Regions from separate parts of the Rattus norvegicus genome. Here region 2 is linked to region 1. The links are chromatin contacts, called in public Hi-C maps. All regions are on one chromosome and are shown on one strand. The core of a region is the stretch at or near the end of the contact, and the rest is flanking DNA. Distances in the headings are between cores, read along the strand shown. Region 1 holds the start of Smim19 (small integral membrane protein 19). Region 2 has its middle 26 kb from the start of Mrps31.

Evidence for each region. A called contact is a pair of places that touch in the nucleus more often than the background predicts.
Region 2: a Hi-C map of kidney shows a contact between it and region 1, with 2.3 times the contacts expected there. The contact joins the enhancer-like site here to the promoter of Smim19 in region 1. A contact is called at or near these places in 4 of 12 Hi-C or Micro-C datasets (hepatocytes, kidney, liver and 1 more).

What each region holds. Positions count from the first base shown.
Region 1 is chr16:76,251,224-76,257,353 of GRCr8, forward strand. It overlaps Smim19 (small integral membrane protein 19), which reads left to right and starts at 2,747. Exons shown (of 4, transcript NM_001399377.1): 1 at 2,747-2,962; 2 at 5,770-5,908. The coding sequence starts at 5,775. Slc20a2 (solute carrier family 20 member 2) reads right to left here and starts at 2,658. Exons shown (of 11, transcript NM_017223.2): 1 at 2,511-2,658.
Region 2 is chr16:76,294,738-76,300,867 of GRCr8, forward strand. No RefSeq gene overlaps it. Among named protein-coding and RNA genes, the nearest start is that of Mrps31, 26 kb to the right of the region's middle. Within about 2 kb of position 3,519, at least 33 of the 93 cell types and tissues checked have an H3K27ac peak or open chromatin away from gene starts, as enhancers often do. A contact at or near this core is called in hepatocytes, kidney and liver, where this site is marked.

The DNA.
Region 1 (6,130 bases), core at 1,497-3,996:
AGATACTTTCCCTGCCCAGGCTCTGTTCTAGGCCCTGGGGACAAGCAACAACTCACTTGCAGCACAAACTGACTTGGAGTCTGTGGGCTAAAGGACACTTACACCAGAGACAACTTTTCCCATTTCAGTTTTGGCAATGTGGGAACAGGACCCAGGACTCCAAGCATTCTAGGCAAATTCTCACACTGAATTGCCTCCCCAGCCCAGAAGCCCAGTTTTGAAGTGAAGATGAGACAGGCTTGCCTTCCTATCACCACTTACAGACAGGAGCTAAGTCTGTGCTATGGTCACTACAGCTGTCACAAACATAGAAATGGTGCATATGAATAATTTAGTAACTCTTCATGTACTACAGGTTATTTTAAATCTACTCAATTGGGTGTAGATTATATTAAGGGAATATATTTCCCTACTTCTTAATAACAAATGGTATGATTTATATCTTGTTGTTACTATTATTGGGATAGATTTTGTTCATAGTTCCAAAATTTTTCCCAAAGGACAGAAGGGGATTCCTAACACTATTCTCTCTTCCCCTTTTCTTTCTTTCATCTACCATCAACTACTGGCACATCTCAAAGCTTGCAACGTGCTTGAGGAGATCTGTATGCGGTAGCAAGAGTTATTTACAGAGAAATATTCACTCAGAAAGTCAATTTGTAACTTTCTCTTCTGTATTTGCCTCCTTCAACAAAGGCAATGTCCTCAGGTAAAGAAAGAAACCCTTTGGTAAATACCAACTAACAAAGCTTTGCCAACATTTATTTCTTCCCAGTAACGTACCCATTAGAATTATCTGATAGGTAAGTTCCAATATGCTAATTTAGCCACAGGCACAAGCTTCCAACCATGTCCCTCAGTTTGTCAAATCTTTCTACTCTCTCATGATACGAGACTCTATCACCCTCACAAATCAGTTTTTGAACTGTTATGGCTACCTAAATCATTAAATGGCATCTTTATAGTCTAGTCTTATACTGGATATAATATTGAATATGTGTTTAAAATACTTAAACCCTAATTTAAAAGGTATGCACAACTAGTCACAATACAGAAAAATCTACCATTCTTAATATTCAAAGGCTCAGTGAAACCCCAACACTCCTAGCTGAGTGATCCCAGCATTCAGGAAGCAGAGGCAGGTAGGTCTCTTGAGTTCAGAGATATCCTGGTCTACATAAATCCAGGCCAGTCAGTGAAACCTTATCTAAAAGATGAGAGGGAGGGAAAAAAGACACACTCCAGCAAATCTTAACAGCCTGCTGTTTGTTTTAATTTTCTTAGTTTGGTGTTGAAAAAATAATTTCACATGTTTTCCTTTAGTTAGGAACTGTACTAAGAAACACACAGGGGGTCCCTTCAAGTATTGTTAGTACCTTAGTGCCCACCTTATCTTGATCAACTTCTGAATCATGTTATATAATGGGCACTCATGAGTAAGAGTCACAAGGGTTTTTAAAGTACTAAACACCCAAATGGATTAGGTGCAATTCTACTTTTAAAGCCGCACTAATTTGCTGAGCTACTCTGTGATCAACACCCTTAATTTCACAAAAGAAACAACTCTTTAAAGCAAACGTTTTATACACAGTGGTGCATGCAAACCGAACTCAAGCGCTGAAAAAAGGGAACAATCTTCTCTTAAGCAAGAAGCTACCCTTGAAAATGAACTGATATAAAACATCTATGAACATCTGGCACTGTCCTAGCAAACAGCCCACTACTACTGTTTCTAATTTCTTAACTTTAAACTCAATGGTTAAACATTATATAAATGGTTGTGTATATGATATACGTAAATGCACATATAGTGATAGTATAAAGTAGGCTGGTATGTTTCTGTACCTAGGGGAAGGTGAGTTTGTGATAAGGCAAGACAACTTGCTAAAAGTTACAGTATTATTTACTCGTATATCTGCATACCAATTCAACAGAACCGCTACACTGCGAGCAAGAACTGTAACAAGAAGTCAGATGATCCCAGAGAACTTGCCCTGCTGGAATAGCTAAGCCCTTAAGCACGTGGACAATGGGCCGCTTTATTTGCATGGCCGCACTAACCTGGGGACAGACTGATCGGTTTAATGGCGAAACTGCAACCCCACAGAACAATCATCACCTGCCTCACGCTGGAAAACCTTAACCATTCAAGTCACTAGGCAAAGTTTTTGTTGTCTTTTCTTCTTTGAAAAATACCCTAGCCATTCACGCAAAGATGCGAGAGCAATCGCCTTGGCCTCGCAGCCGGGAAGATGAGGAGACCGAGAACCCAGCCAGCCAGCTTCCTCTCGGGAGCACGCGCAGACACCCCGAGACCGCCCCACCGCGGAGGAGCCTCGGCGCCCTCCGGCCTGAGCCCGCCGCTTCCCGCCCGCGCCGACCCGGGTCGCGGCGCACGGAGAGGCGCACCGCCGCGCCGCGCCGCGCTCCCGCCACACGCGGCACGCGGGCCGCCACGGCGCCCGGCTCCGATTCCGAAAGAGGGAAGGAAGAAAAACCAATAACAAAACCTGGCTTCTCGTTCCCTCCGGAAACCGCGGGCCGGCAGGAAGTGACGAAGGAGAGGTCGTCCGGTCCGCTGGGTCTCGGCCTGCGCTCCCCGCCCGACTCCCGGAACAGTCCGAGCGGAGCGGACCGGCGCGGCGCGGCGGCCTCCGCACCTCAGCAGCCGCTGAGCGCCCGCCCGCTCGCCCGCCCGCCCGCGCGCGGTCGCGTCACCGCCCCGCCCCCGGCCCCGCCCCGCCCCGGCCGGGCCCAGCCGCGAGCTGCGGGTCGTACCCTGGGCCTGGGTGTCTTCTGCAAACGGAGCGAGCGGGGCGGCTGCCGCGTGCCAAGGGTCCCGGGGTGCGGGAGGCCGCAGAGACGCCGGCGGGAACGTGCCACCGCCCGTCGCGGGAGGACTGTCCTGTATGCCACCTGGAGCAGATTGCACAGGCTCGGGGACGCGGCTGGAGGAGGCCAGGTTTGGGCGTCTGATCTATGTGCCGCCTCTGCCCCTCCGTTCCCGGGTCCCTGTGGCCTTGGGATCACACTGTCACCTGTTACAGAGTTGCAGTGCGTCAAAACAGAATGGGTGCAAAGAAAAAAATTTTTTACTCGAACGTGGACTGCGCAGTCCGCAGGCCTCAGCTGTGCTCCTTCCTCCAGGAAAGGGTGGAAGCCTGTGAGCTTGTTACCTCCTGCTTTAGGACCTCAAACTTCGCAGTGCTTCGGAGTCAGGAGAAAGAAGCGTCCCCTCCCGGTGTTGGGGTTTGGTTGTTAGGAATTAACATTTTAGGCTGCATTTCCGTGAGAAAGTAACAAAGTTCCACATGAGAGGCAGCAATAACATTCCAAGCGAGGTGGCAGGTAATGCTTAGTTCTAGAACGGAGCGGACCAACTTTAAAACTTAACGATAATGCCTCGTGATTAATTTGATCTTGTCACCTAAAAGTAGGTCAGCCTTAAACTAAACCCGGATGGATGCATTTTTTGACGGCATTATCTCTTAATGCTCGTATTTACCTAAGAGCTTAAATCAGCTCATTCTAGCTAGCGTCTTTCTAATGCAATAATAGTTTAAACATTACATCACAGGACAGCTGAGGGAAGGAGTCGGTTTTCCCAAAAGAGCCTGCAATGTCATTCCCAACATCTACCTGGGAGCATTAACCTTCCTGAAATGAACTCCTGGACATTTTACTTTAGACTGAAGAGGAAGGGCACGCATCCACACACTTGGTTGGATTACACAAGTGCGTGGGAGGAGTGGTTAAAGTACCGTGTCTGCACGGTGACTCTGAGTTCTCCATTCCTGACTTAGAAAGCATGGCGTTGGTGGTGTCAGGACTAGCAGGAGAGGCCTAGCTTCAGTGCAGATCCCTTACAACTGTGGGTCAAAGATAACTCCTACATCCCGGGACCTGTGGAGTTACAGTATTATTGCGTTCTATGGATGGTTTTATAGTATCTGTTGTATATCTCAGTTAGCATTTTGCCACTCTGGGTCAGCAATGGTTAGAAAACCTTTTTCTAAATACGATTAAAGAGTAACATGGTAGGAAGCAATCAAGCTCTGGGTAAAAGTAACGTTATTCATAAGGTGGCACATGGACAGGGTCTTGTCGAAAGTTTTAGCAAGAAGTTGATTGGGTTCAGATCCACGTGGCATTAGGAAACATTGTGTTAATTTGTCAGGTAAATAAATGGCAGTCCTTATCCTAGTGGCCTTATTGATCACTGAGTCCTTCCTCATTGGTTAACTCGCAGTTCTGAGGACTGTGGCTGTTAGTGCTCTATCATCTGTGCTCGTTTCCAGTCTGTAGCGTTTCCAGTCACACGCTTATGTTTTTCCAAACACGATCATAGCTATTGCTGTCTTAGTATCTTGGCATTCGCCAAGTATCTTGGTCTAAAATGCCACAAATTAAAAGCAATTCTAGTGTTTGGTCTTCCGGAAGTTTCCATCTAAAATAGACTGACTACTTACTATAAATCAAAAAATTCAGAGAACCCCTGGAATTGAATTTTTAAAAAATAATAAGATTTGAACATGTGACTCTGTCACCTATCCTGTTCTCCCCACTCTACCAAAAGCCCATGACTCCAGTCGTTAATATTTAGGAGTTAGGTCTGCCCTCATATTTAGATCTTAAAGTTTTAAGTCTTTCATAGCTAAATTCTGTTTACTGTTCCTTGACCAAAAGATTTTTACAAGATTTTACCAACACGTGTAGACTGCCTGAAACACTTCTGCATTGCTCTCAGACATCCCTTTTATGTCAACACAGGGGAGAACTTTGTCCTCAGGGGGAAATTCAGTTCTCAGACACAAATAAGAAGCCTTTATCCTTTTGCTTACTGTTTGATACACTTGTGAACATCACCCCTGCTTTCTGTGGGAATGTCCAAAGAATGATACACTTGTGAACATCACCCCTGCTTTCTGTGGGAATGTCCAAAGAATGATACACTTGTGAACATCACCCCTGCTTTCTGTGGGAATGTCCAAAGAATGATACACTTGTGAACATCACCCCTGCTTTCTGTGGGAATGTCCAAAGAATGCATGATTATGTCTACGTAGCGAAGGAACTTTTTAATCTCCTCACTTTTTTTTTTTAAAGCCAAATTCGGGGAACAGGCAAAGCTTGGTCCAGCCGCTGATGTGCAGGGGTGTTGGGGGGCGCGTGAGGAGCAGCTAGCGTGCTCGTGCTCTTTTCTAGGTTGATGTCACGAGAGAGGCTGCCCTCAGAATCCCAGCCATTGTTCGGGCCTATGTTCTGAAGTTTCCCGTTGTTCTCCTCTCAGTGACAGCTACAGTTTGGAAACTGTATTGGCATTTCAAATTTAGTTTTCAGCAATACTTTTTTTTTTTTAATCTTACACCTTAACATTGTGTAAGAGCTATAGTATTTCAAACTAAAAAGTGGGAGGAATCTTGTGTTTTGTACCTTTAGGACCTAAATCTGGAGTCAGTCTACCTTTTCCTAAAAGAGGCAAACTGACGGTGTTTTTTTTAGACTCTATAAATACGGAGGAAATTTGAAGCACATAAGTATTTGGGATCTTAGTGTGCTGATTTAGGAGCCCCAGGCTAGCTTAGGGTAAAGAGCGTGCTTAGTGTATGTATAACCCGAGTTTGACACCCCCCCCCCCAGAGCCCAAAAATACATGCAAGGAATGAACAGCATGCATCTATTTAAAAAGACAAAAGTATTCTTAGCTCTAGGCCGTACAACAGTTTGTGACCACGGCTTAGCCAACCCCACCTTCTCTTCTTTTTACAGATCCCATGGCCGGAAGTTATGGTATGATGGCTGACGACGGTTCTATTGACTACACAGTCCATGAAGCCTGGAACGAAGCCACCAATGTTTACTTGATAGTTATCCTTGTTAGCTTTGGTCTCTTCATGTATGCCAAGAGGTAATAAGGGTGTAGAAGATACTGCTCACAGAAGCTGTTTTGCCGTTGTTTCATTTTAGCTGAATTAAATGCATAAAAATATTTCTTCAGAAGTCTTGTTCCTGGACTGAGAGGTGCTGTCCAGGTTGGCACTGGTGACTGAGGTTTGATCTGAAAATCCCCATATTCAGTTCTGAGTAACAGAGCTGTTGCTCTACAATTTGATGCTATCACTTCTAAAAC
Region 2 (6,130 bases), core at 2,269-4,768, 44 kb after region 1:
GTCTGGCTCCAAACGGTGATCTTTTGATATTTCACCTGCCTCTCTCCCTCCTCCCCTCCCTCCTCCCTCCCTCCTTCCCCCCTCATCCCTCCCTCCTCCTTTCCCTCCTCCCACCTTTGGTTTGAAAAGCCAGAGAATTTTTCATCTAAAATGATGTGCAATCTCTCTCTCTCTCTCTCTCTCTCTCTCTCTCTCTCTCTCTCTCTCTCTCTCTCTCTCTCTCTGCAAATATATTCTTAATAATTTAGAACTGGGAATACTCCAAGTGCCAATCGGCCAGAGAAGAAGTAATTACTGTTTGCCCATACAATGGGATACAACGGAGCAATACAGTGATAGAAAGTAGTGAGCAAATAAAGTACTAACCCGTGCAGAGCATTTTCAAATGATCGTGCTAAGTGAAATACTCTGGAGACGAAAGACTATGAACTGCACAGATCCACTTTCGTGAAAGCTGAGAGAAGATGACACCAGTGTTTGGGTGACAAGCTTTGGATCGATCAGTGTGCACTGGAGCAGAAGTGTCTGTTACGATATCCGGTAGAGTATGTTTCACCGTCAATGAAAATGGTTCCGCCGTGGACTGTGGTGGTGATCTGAGGCAACTCCAAGGGAGAGAGATGGGACTAATCCTTGATGTCATTTACCCAGTTAAAGAGCACACGAAAAAACATGGCATTGAAAGAGAATGAGGAACTTTCGTCTTAATCTATCTTTTACAAGAGACTCGTGAGGAGGGGAAATCAATTTTTCAGGTCTTCTTGACTTGAATCAGAACACAAAGCCACAGTCAGGTGTTAGCCCCCGATGCCCATTTGCTTCAGCATTGTGTGTGTGTGTCCACATCTTATGCACATGCCCACACCTCTGGTGTAGGGGTACAGATGGGTTATGAAGCATAAAGACCTTGGTAACACCAAACCATGCAGTCATCTCAGCTTTGGTGAGCTGTCATCAATGCCGAGGTGGGCTTTGGTGGCGTAGGTGTCTTTGAGTCACTTCTGCCCCTCTAAGTAACCCCTCACCCATATTCCTGAAAATACAACTCATAAGTTCACCAAATTGGACTCTGATGGTCTCTGTGCTTCGGTCTATCTTGGGCTCCCAGCCTTCTCCCACTGGGTGAGTAGAGGGGTGTGTCGTACCTCTGCAGGGACAATCTTGTCACATAACAGGAGCAGCAGATTCTCATGCATGTATCCCTCTCTCTGCCACAGCGAGGCCTGTCTGTGCAGTCTTACACATATACTCCCAAGGCTCTAGTAGAGGCAGGTGTTTATGTGGAGATTCACATACATGTGTTTCCTCGCCCCATCATAGGTAGTCCTGTATGTGCAGTTTCACACACATGCATTTCCTATCCCTGCCATAATTAGAAAGCTGTGTGTAACTTTTCACACACACACATTTTTTCCTAGCTTTGTCGTAATTAGGATTATATGTGTAGATACACACACATACACACATACAATTTATAGCCCTGTTATAGTTAGGTGTGGTGATTTAAATGAAAAGACCCCTGTAAGCTCATATATTTGAGTATTTGGCTCCCAATTAGTGACCATGTTTGGGAGCCATTAGGAGGTGTGGCCTTGTTGGAGGGGCTGTGTCACTGGGTGGAGGGCACGCTGAGGCTTCAAAAGCCCACACCAGTCCAATCTCCCTCTCTTTCACAAACTCCATCATACCTAGGCCTAGGATGCCTTGGGGTAGTGTTGGGACATGGACTACATGTGAACAGGTATGCTCAGGTCACCACATAGCAGCTCTGGGAACCGGCAAATGCAATCAGGCATGACCAAGCTTGCCCTCTGGTGTCAGTGGGACACAGATTGGGTCCAAAGAGGTGGAACCAGGCAGCCCGTAGGCACCACTGGGACCCCACACATGTGAGACTCGGAGAGCTCAGGCCAGCACATGGTGGCTCTGGGACACAGCAGAACTGTGAACTGTGTGGCCAGGCCACCACTTGAAGGTCCCAGGACATGGCAGGCATGTGGACATGCCCAGGCCACAATGTCCCATTGCCCACGCAGGAAAATCACGCAAACAGGTACGCCCCAGGCTGCCGAGTGGTGGTTGTCGGACCTGGCAAGTGTGCAAATAGGTGTGCCCAGGCCAGGAGGTTGGTGGCACTGGAACATAGCAGGCACGACAGCAGGTGTGAACAGATGTTACCAGGCAAATAAGAGGCACGGCCAGGCTGATAAGTGCTGGCGCTGGGACAGGTTTGCAGGCAAACAGGCAACACTCCACCACCAAGTGACAAGCCTGCCGTATGGCTGCCCTGGGCTGTGAGGGAGTTTAGGCCACCATGTGGCAGCCCTGGGCGTGACTGTTGAACACTCCTTCCATTCCCCAGGACACGGTATGTGCATGAATAGGAGAGCTCAGGCCATCACACAATGGCGTAGGGACACAGTATGTGCATCAACAGGAGAGCTCAGGCCGTCACGCGATGGCGTAGGGACACAGTATGTGTATACCCTGCAGCTGCCTAGAGATGTGGCAGGTGAGAACAGGCACACCCAGGCCACCACTTGGCAGTCCTGGGATACGGTAGGTGTGCAGACGTGTGCGCCCAAGCCACTCCACGACAGTGCTGGGACACAGCAGAGGTGGAAGCCGCTGTGTCCCGCTGGCAGCACTGAGACTGTAGGTGTGCTTGGGTTGGTGGTTTGAGGCTCTGGGATACGATCATGTACAGACAGGTGAGCACAGGCTGTTACGTGTTGGCACTGGAACGTACAGGCACATGAACAGGCAAGCCCAGGTAGTGCTGGTTCCAGCACATACGTCTGATCAGGCACGTCCAGGCAGCCACATGGAGGCCCCGGAACACGGTAGGCATGCAAAAGAAGTGTGAGCAAACCGTAATGCCCTGGGAAATAGCAGGTGTGTGAGCAGGTATTCCCAGGCGGCCACGTGCTGGTGCCAGGACACAGAAATCACGCAAACTGGTGTGGCCAGGCAGCCATGTGGCCTTGCTGGTACATGTCATGCACACAAGCAGGCATGCTCAGGCCACTGCTTGGCATTGCTTGAACACAGCTGCATCCAAACAGGTGAGACCAGGCTGCATGGTTGGTGATGCTGGGATACGGTGAACATGTGTGAACAGGCATGTCCAGGCTGCCGTGTGGTGGCCCTGGGACACAGCAGGCGTCTGATAACCCTGGGCATGTAACTGTCATGCCCGGGATATGACATGATGATGGTGTGACCCTGGCAAGTGAGGACAGGCTTGCTGAAGCCACCACATGAAGGTACTAGGACATGGCAAACAGATGAATATGTGTACCCAGACCACCATGAGGTGGCGCTTGGATAAGGCACATTTGTGGCCATAATTCACCCATCCCCCACCGCCCACTGCCCACTGCCCACCTCTCTCCCCCCACCCCTCAGTTAACCAAGCTCAGAACAGGCATGTCTAGGCCACCCAATGGTAGTACAGGAACGTGACAGGCTTGTGACCAAGCATGCCTACTCTGCCATGTGTAGGCGCTGGAACAGTGCCACCGTGTGGCAGCTCTGGGAAATAGCATGTGCGCGAAATAGGCATGTCAAAATGCCGGAACACAGCATTCCCTAATCAAGACGCCAATTGCCATAGCAGGGTCTGAGTGCAAAGAGCCATGCCCAATCTTCCACATGGCAATCCAGGGACAAGGAAGGCCTTCAAACTGGTGTGACCAGGACACCACTTGGTGACTCTGGGATACGGCAGGCAGGCAAACGAGCATGCACAGACTTCCAAGTGCTGGCGTGGGGCAAGCGTCGAACAGGTCTGCCCGGGGCCACCATGTTCCAGGGCTGGGGCAAGGCAGGTGTGTGAGACAAGGCATGCGCGGCTCGCCAAGTGGCAGCTCAGCGAGGGCATGTGAATGAGCGCGCCCAGGTGGCCAAGTGGACGTCCTGTGCCACGGCAGGCGTTGTGAAATGGACAGGTTTCTAGTTAAGACAGTCTTGCGGTGAGCAAACAGGTGTTGGCGGGGAGAAGAGGAAGGACAAGCAGGTTCGCAGAGCGGAAGTTGAGCAAACAGGTGTTGGCGGGGAGAAGAGGAAGGACAAGCAGGTTCGCAGAGCGGAAGTCAGTCAGTGGAGCAGTGTTATCTCTGCTGTCCCAGGCCGGGACACTTTCTCACGGTTTCTTATTCCCATGTAACCAAATATTTCTCTAGTAAGCTTGCTGATCACAACTAATGCGAAACTTATTGTTTTCTTTTTCTTCTTCAACTGTGCTCTGGTTCTCCCCTGGTGGAGTTTTAAAAAAAAAAAAAGAATGTAATGTATTATTATTTTTTAAATTCTGATCATGGTTTCTCACACCCCCAACTCCTCCTAGATTCTCCCTGTTTTCTCACTAACCAAAGTTCACGGCCTTTCTTTCTTTCTTTCTTTCTTTCTTTCTTTCTTTCTTTTTTTTTTTTTTTTTCTTTTCTTTGGTTCTTTTTTTCGGAGCTGGGGACTGAACCCAGGGCCTTGCGCTTCCTAGGTAAGCGCTCTACCACTGAGCTAAATCCCCAGCCCCCTTCCCCCCTTTCTTTCCTTTTTCCTTAGTAGAAAACAAACAGCTATCTATCTAGATAAACAAATAAATAAGCAAAACAAAAAACCAAAAGAAAAAAAAAGAAAAAAGAAAAGAAAAAGCACAAAGAAACACATACAGACACGGAGACATATTCACACAGAGAGAAATATAAAACACACAACCAGAGAACATAATATAGAAGCAAAAGACCTAAAAGCCCAGACAAAGCAATATAAGACAAAAACAAATCCAGAAATCCCACTGTAGTCGTTTTATGTTGGCTGTCTATTGCTGGGCTTGGGGCTTAAGAGTGGTTTGTATGTCGGGTGAGCCCCCCCTGGAGAACACTTAAGCTGTCCTTTGTGGGGGGATATCAGCTGGAGAGAGCCTCTGGGTCAGGGATGGGAGCGTGTGTCTACTTCCCGCTCCGTGCTGGTGTAGCATCAGTCTCTGTGAGTTCATACATGCACCTATCTGTCCTGTTGCGCCTGGAAGGTCTTGTGGCCATGGTATCCTCCCTCCCTCTGGATCTTAAACTCTTTCTCTTTCCTCTTCCACAGTTTCCCCACAGCAGCCAACTGAGGCACTGGTCCATGAGCATGGCGGAATGTTATTGGGAGTCATTTTACTGCTACATATTTTTAAAGCACTATTTGGTTTTACCCTAGGTCCCTGGGTTACCTCGTCTCCAGTTGTCGCATTGGGCATGAGTTCTATCGCATGGAGTGGGCCTTAAATCCAATCAAATGTTGGTTGGTTAGCACGATAAGCACCTGGTGTTTACCCGTCTCCTTTGGTAGTGTGCAGAGTCACCTCCAGAACCAGGCACACCAGTCAGCAGGGGTGAAGAAGGTTCCAGATGGGTATCAGCTTGACTTCTCTGTGCTCAGTGAGTTATGTAGGTGTTGTCTCCAGCAGCAGGGACATCATTGTGTGTGTGTGTGTGTGTGTGTGTGTGTGTGTGTGTGTGTGTGTGTGTGAGAAACCATTTGCCTTGTCAATAGCCCAGATCATTTGAGGGTTTCCACGGGGTTTGTCCAACAACTCAATTAACCGTTACCCAGACTGGCACTGGAGGTTTCATTTGGTGACAAGAGATGCTGTGGGACTGTGACAAGGGAGACATGGTAGGTGTTCTCACACCTGCCACATCCCAGCTCTGCTGCCTGAGGTGGTGCTTTTACACCTGCTCACTCGCCTGCTCTGCCCCAATACAACCACAAGGCAATGTGGGCTCACCTGTTTACGTCTCTGCTATGCCCCTGCACCACCGCCTGGCCGAGAAGGCACGCCTGTTTGAACACCTGCCTTGTTGAAGCAGAGCCATGTGGTGTGTGGCCATACGTGTTCGCATGCCAGTGGTGTCCCAGGGCCTCCACACTGTGCCTCTGCACCACCTGTTGGCATGCTTGAATTGCCCTGGGTCAACCAGCGGCAGACTGAGCACACCTGTGTGCATGTGGTCCATGTCCAAGAGCCACCACATGGTGGGCTCTGCTTGTCTATTACCATGTGTGTCACGTCCTAAGATACCGACCACCTCATGGCATACATAGGCCATGAAACGAGCACCACGGTATGGCGGCACGAGCTAAC